Regions from separate parts of the Gossypium raimondii genome. Here region 1 is linked to region 2. The links are chromatin contacts, called in public Hi-C maps. All regions are on one chromosome and are shown on one strand. Each heading gives the region's core, a stretch centred on a gene start, on an enhancer-like site or on the middle of the called end of the contact. The rest is flanking DNA. Distances are from core to core; before and after follow the strand shown. Region 1 holds the start of LOC105774730 (protein BIG GRAIN 1-like B). Region 2 holds the start of LOC105773375 (thermospermine synthase ACAULIS5).

Region 1 (4,709 bases), core at 2,030-4,529, 150 kb before region 2:
ATTTGGTCATCTTGAAACTAAATGTAGTATAAGTTTATTAAAGTTTATATAAATATATATAATATTTGAAGCAAAGTATGACAGTGTTAAGGGAGGCAATTAGGCATGCACATTTGTCTTATCTTCTGGGTTTTGATTTTCAAAAAACATTTGGTTGAAAATTTCATGATTAAAGGCCTAAATAGCAGGCTCCCTCCATGGTTAAAAGCTTTTTTCTTTTTCAATCCAAAACTTAAATTCCGCTCCTTAAGAGCATATGCTAATAACTAGATTTAGCTCATCGAAATTTATAATCTAATTTAAATTCAACATAATTATTGTTAACAATATAAGAAATTAGTGACTCAAACTGACAAAAAATATCCACCTACGTCACCCTTCTAAAATAGGCAATCCATATATGAAATTCCAATCCTTCTATTTCTTTTCTCATTTTCGTTTCATTAATTTTAGGTATAGTTAGAGAGTTTAATTTACTTCTTTTTCCGTTCAAATTTAAGGTCTAATTCAAACCAAAACTTAAGCAATAAAATTCATTTTCCATGTTATCATTATAGGCATCCATAGTTTTTTTTTTTAAAAAAAAAAAAACTAATATTATTGGGTCTATTTTGCCAAGTAAATAACCTTCTGTCCAGAAACGGACGTTTACTAACAACCCACAAACAAAAAAAAAGGACACGTGGCTTACGAGAGCCTTCCCTATATACTTTTCTAAAATATAAAAAAAATCATCTAATTCAAGGCTTTTCTATTAAAATTGGTGCGTATTAATATTGACATATTTTGATGAGTCATTTTAAATTTATTAATAAAAATATAATATATATAACAGTCCAAAAGCTTAACCAAGAATGGTGCATACCCACCAAATGAAATAATAAAATGATGTTTTGATATATGAGAAAATATGGTAATTGAATTTTAGACTTCACTCCACAATCAATATCAAGGGTTGACGTATATAATAAAATATTCTAGAAAAATAAACACATGAGTTGTGTAGACGACTAAAAAACCAAATACTAACCTGGATTCCAACAAATTACTTCAACCAAATTCGAAGTATTTTTCTTTTCTCCAAAAGAAAAATAAAACCATTAAGAATTTTATTACTATATTTAAAAAACCCAGAAAATATTTCCATCTCAAACCAACATATGGACCCACCAAGACTGACACAGAGACTTCTCTTCCTCCCTACAATGATCAAACGGCCATAAATTCAATTCTCAAAGTAGAAAAAAGATTCAAAGTGTTAAAATCTTGGGATTGAAAAAATATAAAAAAAAGTGCCACGTAGGCATATGACAATCTGGCATTGGCTCCATGGCTCTTCAGACCTAAACACCTTTTTAGGTCAAATTTTAATTTCGCTTAATGCACACTTTTATTTCTAAAGTATACCCATTTCAATTCTTAAATTTTCACTTCAATCCTTAACGTTATCAAATGTTTTTGGTTTAATCCTTCCAATATTAAAAATATCGTTTTAAATATTCGCTTAATCATAAATTATCATGTGTCGTTGATGTCACAATGATGCCATCATCCTGAAAACCCTTTAAAATCTTAAAAATATAAAAATTTATATAATTTTATATGTTATAAGTTTTAAAAAAACTAAAAATAAGTAATTGTTAAATATTTGAAATTATAAAAGATGGTAAAAAATTAAAATTTTAAAATCGTAAAAATTTATATAAAATTTTATTTTAAGAATATTTTAAGAGAATAAATAAATTTTATATCAAATTTTAAATATTTTAAAATACATCCATTTTTAGTACTTAGGTTCCTTATATAATGTTTGGAGTAAGTTTCCTTTCTCTATCGTCGTGTACGTGCTCTCTTTATTTATACTAATGTGATCTAGAATGGTCAACCATTGGACAATCGTGGTGGACTTAGGGAAAATGATGACATATTCGAATATCAGTGGCATTTGATTTGTAATTGTGATATAAATATTAATGATTCAAAACATAATTTGAATTCAAATATTTTAAGGCAACGAATGTATATAATAATATTTAGATGTACACTTCATTTAAAAATATATTTGCAAACAGATAATTTATCTTTAGATAGTATAAAGTATTTGGAATAATTAAAATATAATTTGAACTGAACTAATATTATTTTTCATTATTTAAATAATTAAAAATTTTATCCAAATTTATCACATAAAATATCTACCAATTATAACTTTCAATTAATTGAATTATAAATAATTATCATAGGTGGTATCCTTCAAAGAGACAACAATCTAGTATTCAAGTTCTAGTAAATGTATTTTTATAAAATTTAAAAATATTAAAATTTCTAATATTTTTAAAATAGTAATTTAGTATTTTTTATATTTTCTATAGTTTTATGTAAATTTTCTAATTTTATTTTTTAGTAATTTTGATAATTTTTTGTGATTTGTTTTCATTTTAGAGGTTTTTAGGTGACAACATATGATTGCTTAAATATCTCAACTGTTAAATTTTATCGTTCAAAGAATTGAATTGGGAAGTTCGAGAGATTAGAGTAGGCAAAAAACTTTAAGAACAAAAGTGAGAAAATGATATATTTTAGGGACTAAAATGTGCATTAAACCTTTTAATTTTAGTCCATATGCTATACTTAAATTTAAAATTTTAATCTTTATACCTTAAATTTCACATAATTTAATCCTCAATGTTAGTGACTTCGACCAAAGTATTATTTAATAAATTAAAATTTGAAATACTGAATTTATATTATAAATTTAGTTTATTGATAAAAATTAAGTATTAATATAATTACGTTGTTAGGTAATAATAAATTTTGATTTTGAAATTATTTATTATTTATTTCATAATTCTATTTTTTTAAATTCTAACCTTTGTAATATAATATTTTATATTATTTTTAAACATTTTGGATAAAATTTAAGACATATTATTTTTTAAAAAATAAAGAAAAAAACATTTCAAGTATAAGTTTTAAAAATAAAATTAACTTAAAGATATTTAAACTTTATTCAACCCACATTTTTGAAAAAATATTAAAATAAAATTTTAACATAATTATCAAACACATTTAGATTTAATATTTACATTTTCTCAACGAAATTTAAACATTCAATACTTCATCAAACATGACATAACACTAAGGAACAAATTATGCCATAAGAACTAAATTTCTAAAATGAGAACAGTACAGGGACTAAAATCAGAATTTGACCAACCTTTTTATTATATAGTGATAAGCTTCTGTTCCTTTCTTCTCCATCTTCAAAGCATCCACAATTTTAATTTCTTTACTCTCTTGCGTTCCTTCCCTTTCTCTTCAGACAAAGCATCAAATTTCCCTGTTTTATGTTTTTGTTTCGTTTCTTTCATTTCCAAATTCCAACAGTACCCAAACAAAATCTAGAAACAGTGATTCGTTTCCTGTTTCAGACATAAACCTCTGTGTGTGTGTGTTTTCCTCTTTATTTTGCAGCTTTTGAACCCTTCTTCATAGACAAAAAAGAAAACAACTCTTCCTTGTCCGAAAACGAGAAACCATGCATAGAAATGAGAAAATGAGAGAAAACCCATCTTTCTCTTCTACGCTGCTTGACAAAATCTATCGTTCCATCGATGATGGCGACACCAAAGTTGGAGACATGAAGTTCTACAGTGAGACAATGCAGAAGACAAGTACCAAAATGTCGAGTTTACAGCGAGCTTGTTTGATTGAGAAATGGATGGAAAAGAAGGTTAGTGAGAAGGCAAATGCAGACAAGAAGAAGAAACAGGTTGTTTCCGAGTTTGTAAGAAAATCATCACATCATGAACATGATCATGACCATGAACTTGATCATGATGGTGTTTTCTTTAGTTCCACTTCAATCTCATCTGATTCCAGTTCTGGGGGTTTTTCATTTTCATCATCTGACACTGAATCCATTTACGGTACTACAACGAAAACTAAAGCTTCATCCTGTTTTGTTCCACCATGGCTGAAACCTGTCAAAACAGGGGGAGGAGGACGAGAGAGAATGGAAGAAAGGGCGGACATGAAAATTTATGGCAACTTAAAGAAAGTGAAACAACAACAACAACCGATTTCACCAGGTGTCCGTCTCGCAAGTTTCATCAATTCTTTGTTCACGACAGGCAATTCAAAGAAAAAAACCAAGGGTTCATCATCATCAACAACGACAACATCGGGGCAGGTGTCGTCGTGTTCTTCAGCTTCATCGTTTTCAAGGTCATGTCTAAGCAAGAACTCGGCTCCGGGGCGAGAAAAGTTGCGTGACGGGGTTAAAAGAACAGTTAGGTTCTGCCCCGTGAGCGTAATCGTGGACGAAGACAGTAGACCGTGCGGGCAAAAGTGCTTAAACGAAGAACGAGGGTCGAAGTCGAAATTGCCGTCGGTTTCGGTTTCGAATGCATGGAAAATAGGGAAATCGCCATCGACGAAGCGCGAGGAGGAGATGAAGGTTCAAGCAATGGAGAAGACGAGGCGAGTTGAAGAAATGGCCAGAGAGTTTTTGAAAGAGTATCATCTAAACCAGAAAAAGAACAATTTAATTTCAAGGGATTCTCGCAGAGATTGTGAAGATGAAGATGATGCAAGTAGCTGTTCGAGTTCGGATTTATTCGAGTTAGATCACCTTGTTCTTTTAGGTAACCATAGGTATGAAGAAGAGCTTCCCGTGTATGAAACTACCCATGTTCAAACAAATCGAG
Region 2 (4,520 bases), core at 1,299-3,798:
TTTGCTGCAGGATAAAGGGGTCACCTCAGGTCATCATAAATTTTCTAACGTATATTTTAAAGCCTTTTTGCAGTTATCATATGAAGTTGCCTTTGGGTATTTCTTTTTCTTTACCAATGCAACCTTTTTGCCAGACGGTTTTGGTACACATCAGCATAAGGGGGACAAAGAAAGTTGGTATAATCGTTGATGTTTTATATAAATCATTGTTCTTAGATATTGGTAGCACATGTTTGATTCACAAAATCAATGAGCTCTGCATTGCAACATGAAAAATAATGATAATAAGGGATGGGAAAGTAAGTGCTTGAGTAGAGGAACTTGTTTAAATTATATAGATAAAAAGCTCTCATGCGATTGTAATCCAAATCTGTGAAACAACCCAAAAGCCAACACATAAATTGTCTTAAAAATTAAAAACCAACTTCTTTCAACAATTGATGACTGATTTCGTTTGAAGCAAAAGTCTTTTTGATGCTATCTTTTAATTGCAACCTTTCCCTTTTTTTCTTTTATTTACAACAAACTTCTCCCCAAGATTAAGGCCTGCAAACCTCAAAGGTGGTTACCCAATCCATGTCCTGGTATAAATCTCGCATTTTCCTCAGTGTAGACATGGGTTTCGTTCAACAGCCTGAAAACAACCAAACCATCTCAATTTGCTTTAAAAATGGCAACAAATTACAATCTAACAAACAGTGGAACTTACGATAGATAAACAGTCTTGTTCATGGTTGCAGAGGAAAGGAATGAAGAGCCATTCAAGTAGAGTAATTCACCATCTACTCTTTCAGCAATCCTCTTGTCAATTTCTTCAGCACCAATGGAGAATGGTTGATCCGAGGCCTATGTTAATGCAAATCAAAGTTAAAACAAAGCGAAAAAGGGATATATATATAAGACTTCTACTCCATTCAACTTCACAAATTTGAACATTAATTCTCATACCATAACCCATCCCCATGTATCAGCAAAGGATGGCACATGAGCTGTGTATGCCAACACATCTACATAAGAAAAAAAAAAACCATGATTTATTGTTTATTATTCAATCTATTGTATAGAATCTTAAGAGTTGGTTGAGGAACTTACACTTGAAAACCTGCCTGATTGTGTGGTATATAGAGGAAAAGACCTCCTTGTGAGTGAATATTCCAGCTGGGCCAGCCTATAGAATAGAAATTTATCTCTAGTTTTTTATTCTTATGTTTATGACTTACATGTATATATACCCTACACAAGAAGAAAAAGGGGCGCGGGGGAATACCAACCTGAGTGACAAAAATGCCATTTTCATTGAGTTTGGGCTTAAGAATTTTCTCATAAAATGATTTTGTATAAAGTTGATAGCAAGGCCCTCCTTCAACAGGATCTGCTAAATCTCCAACTATGATATCAAATTTCTCAGTCCTCTTCTCCAGTTCAGCCCTTAATATTCATACACAAGTATATAGTAATTAGCTCAAATTCCTTTGAAGCAAATGGACATCAAATAAGCTCAGTATACTTACTTGGCATCATTGATAACAAGGTTAAGCTTTTTGTTGCAAAATGCATCACGGTTCACAGTCAGGTATCTGCGGCAGAAATTGACCACTTCCTGCAGTTGTAAATTATCAGTGGTGCCCTCCAAACACTAAAAAGAAAAAGTAAATGGAAATATATATTAAAAAAATGAGACCAAGAATTTCACCTCATCAATATCACACATTACAACTTCATCAATAAATTTATGCCTGAGTGCTTCCCTTGCTGCAGACCCTTCCCCTCCCCCCATTATAAACACAGTTTTGGGGCTGCACAATTGGTAAGAACAATATATGTTACTACTTTACAGATAAATGGAAATGGAGTACTCATAGAGACATTGACTAGCCACCAAAAATAATAATAATAAAAAGGACTCACTTCGAGTGGAACAAAAGAGCTGGATGAATTAAGCATTCATGGTAAATAAATTCATCAACTTCGGCACTTTGCATTTTCCCATCAATCACCAATACCTACATATGCAATTATTCAAACAATCGGAGATTAGAAAACTTGAAAAAAGGATGAAACAAAACAATGAATGCCTATAGGTATACCTTGCCAAAACGTTTAGTGTCCAAAAGGGCTATATCTTGATACTCACTAGAACCTTTATACAGTACACTGTTAAGAGAGATACAAAGAGATGAGAGTTGGTTTAAGATACTGAATTATGAGTCAAAGAAAAACCCAAAGTTGTTTGCTTTTATCATGTTTTGAGTAATGTGCATATAATGAAGAAAGATTAGGGTAAAACCTTTTCAAAGCGAAGGACCATTTGAGATCCTCATCAATTTCCTCTTCATACCAAGAATCAAACTGGCGAGTCTCATCAACAGGTGGTTGGTTCTTTGTTGTTCCATTACAGATTTTAGAGAAACCATTTGGATAAAAGATCTCAACAGCCTCACCCATTATCGAATAACCTAAAAACAAAAGAGAAAAACTTGAAACAAAACAAGATAAGATAAACAGAAGATTGAGCAAGAGGTGGCAAAGTGTGAGGATGGTAACACCAGGGCTACGTGCTTTTTATAGCACTTTTAACACACTAGAAACCCAAGAATTTTTTATTTTTTTTAAAAGAAAGATATAATCTTGTAGATAATTATGGGTTTTGGCTAACACGGGCAATGATTCTGTCACAGACAGTCCCACGGATTTTCTGTTCCTCACGCCAATTATCATGGTACTACATTGGTTCATGAAAATGGTAACCTCATCAATGGTGACAACCCACCAAAGGTTGTTTCCTAGTGATGTTCTAAGCTGGCATTGGCAGTATAATGAAAATACCAAGAGATATTATTTTTTCTCCTTTTTTGGAGGCCTCCACGGCCATGTGTTGGCATCTAAAGTTAGATTGGGTGAAATTTCCCAGAGATTGACTGTCATTCTAGAATTTTGAAAGGAAAAGCATGCGCATGCATATGATATTATCTACCCCCTATAGGTTTGGCGGATACAATGAAAAAGGATGAAAACCGGGAATATATGTCCGCGTGGGTTACGTGGGCCCCATCTTGTACATGTGGTCTTCCACTATACTGACACGTGGATAAAAGTACATGTGGCACTGTGTTTTTATTTTTTGGTTAGGGGAAATGATGGGGTCCACTAAGAAAGGTTTTTCTTTTTGGAAGGGGGTCCACTAAGCGAGTTAAAAAGTGGTGATACTTTGTGTATTTTTGGATTAAATGTTTTCCCTTTTTAGCCAACCTTTTGTCCTTTTCCTCATTCACCAGCACAATACTCAAACCATGAGGGGATTTTTGGGGTCTAATTTTGATTTTAGTCCCTTTTGTTTATGTTGAAATTTACAATTTAATCTCTTTAATTTGATACAGTTTGATTCTTTTATTTTTTTATGATGTTTGTTAAAACTGAACGTCGATAATAACAATATAAAATATCGTAAAACGATAAGAAAGAAAAATAAAACACACAGATTTTACATGGAAATCCTTTCGAGAAAAAATCACGAGTAGAGGAGAAAAAAATTCACTAATGTTGAAAATTGAATAATACAGGAAGAGTTCGATTACATCTATTTAAAGGTTGAAAAACCTTATTCTAATCAGTGCCAAATAAAAGAAGTGTAGTTCTATACGGATTCTACTCATGCAACATAGTCCGAGTAATGTTACTGTTATTTTAACAAGATCCCCTAGTTTTGCCATTGTCTTTTATTTTAACAATGATTCGGGTCACACAACTCTAACAATATTATTGTTAGATACATATTTTGATAATTTTATTAATTGTTCCAAATAAAGTAATGGTAGTTTTCATGAATTTTGTTAATACCTTTTACATTGTTATTATCAAAAAGTGTTGGACACGTGATAAAACATATTGTATTTCCAAAGAGTAAATTTAAGTTTAAATGTTAAAATAACATTATTGGGAGAGAGTAGCTACAAGCCCTCGAAAGGTTTAGAAGTCAACTATTAGAGGGTAGTTATCGGTTTGGGTCTACTAATAAATTTATAAAAGTTAAATATGCATCAATCTCTATATTTTAATGAAGTTTGAAATTTAGTCCATATATTTAAAAATAAAAATTTAAATCATCTTTTTGTTCTATTTAGAAACCACAAATCAATATTATTAAATTTTTAGTCAAAATTTACTATCAATACACCCACGCAATCAAATTAACTTCATACACAAACCGTTATGAATTCAATAAACATACATTACAACAAGTAAAATCTGATGACCAAATATTATCGATGTCAATTATTTGACTAGAATTTTGAACAAAAAGGTAAAAATAAAATAAATTTTACCTTTCTATAAGTATAGAACTAATCTCAGATTTTACTAAAGTATAGAGAATAACATATGTTGACCCATTATAAAAGTAAATAGAGTAAAGTATATCAAATTAAATTAGAGAAATTGAAACCTAAATTTCAATATAGTAGAGGGGCTAAACTAGAATTAGACCTTTTCTGTGAGTGTGGGATTATGGCTAAGTGGGAGTG

The links. Hi-C and Micro-C count contacts between places; a contact is called where the count stands out from the background.
Region 1: a Hi-C map of leaf shows a contact between it and region 2, with 2.5 times the contacts expected there. The contact joins the promoter of LOC105774730 here to the promoter of LOC105773375 in region 2. A contact is called at or near these places in 2 of 2 Hi-C or Micro-C datasets (both in leaf).

Annotation. Positions count from the first base shown.
Region 1 is chr6:16,702,766-16,707,474 of ASM2569854v1, reverse strand. It overlaps LOC105774730 (protein BIG GRAIN 1-like B), which reads left to right and starts at 3,279. Exons shown (of 1, transcript XM_012597287.2): 1 at 3,279-4,709. The coding sequence starts at 3,539.
Region 2 is chr6:16,548,380-16,552,899 of ASM2569854v1, reverse strand. LOC105773375 (thermospermine synthase ACAULIS5) reads right to left here and starts at 2,548. Exons shown (of 10, transcript XM_012595188.2): 1 at 2,288-2,548; 2 at 2,088-2,154; 3 at 1,909-2,003; 4 at 1,694-1,796; 5 at 1,512-1,600; 6 at 1,272-1,428; 7 at 1,093-1,168; 8 at 949-1,007; 9 at 710-846; 10 at 313-634. The coding sequence starts at 2,445. The coding sequence ends at 556.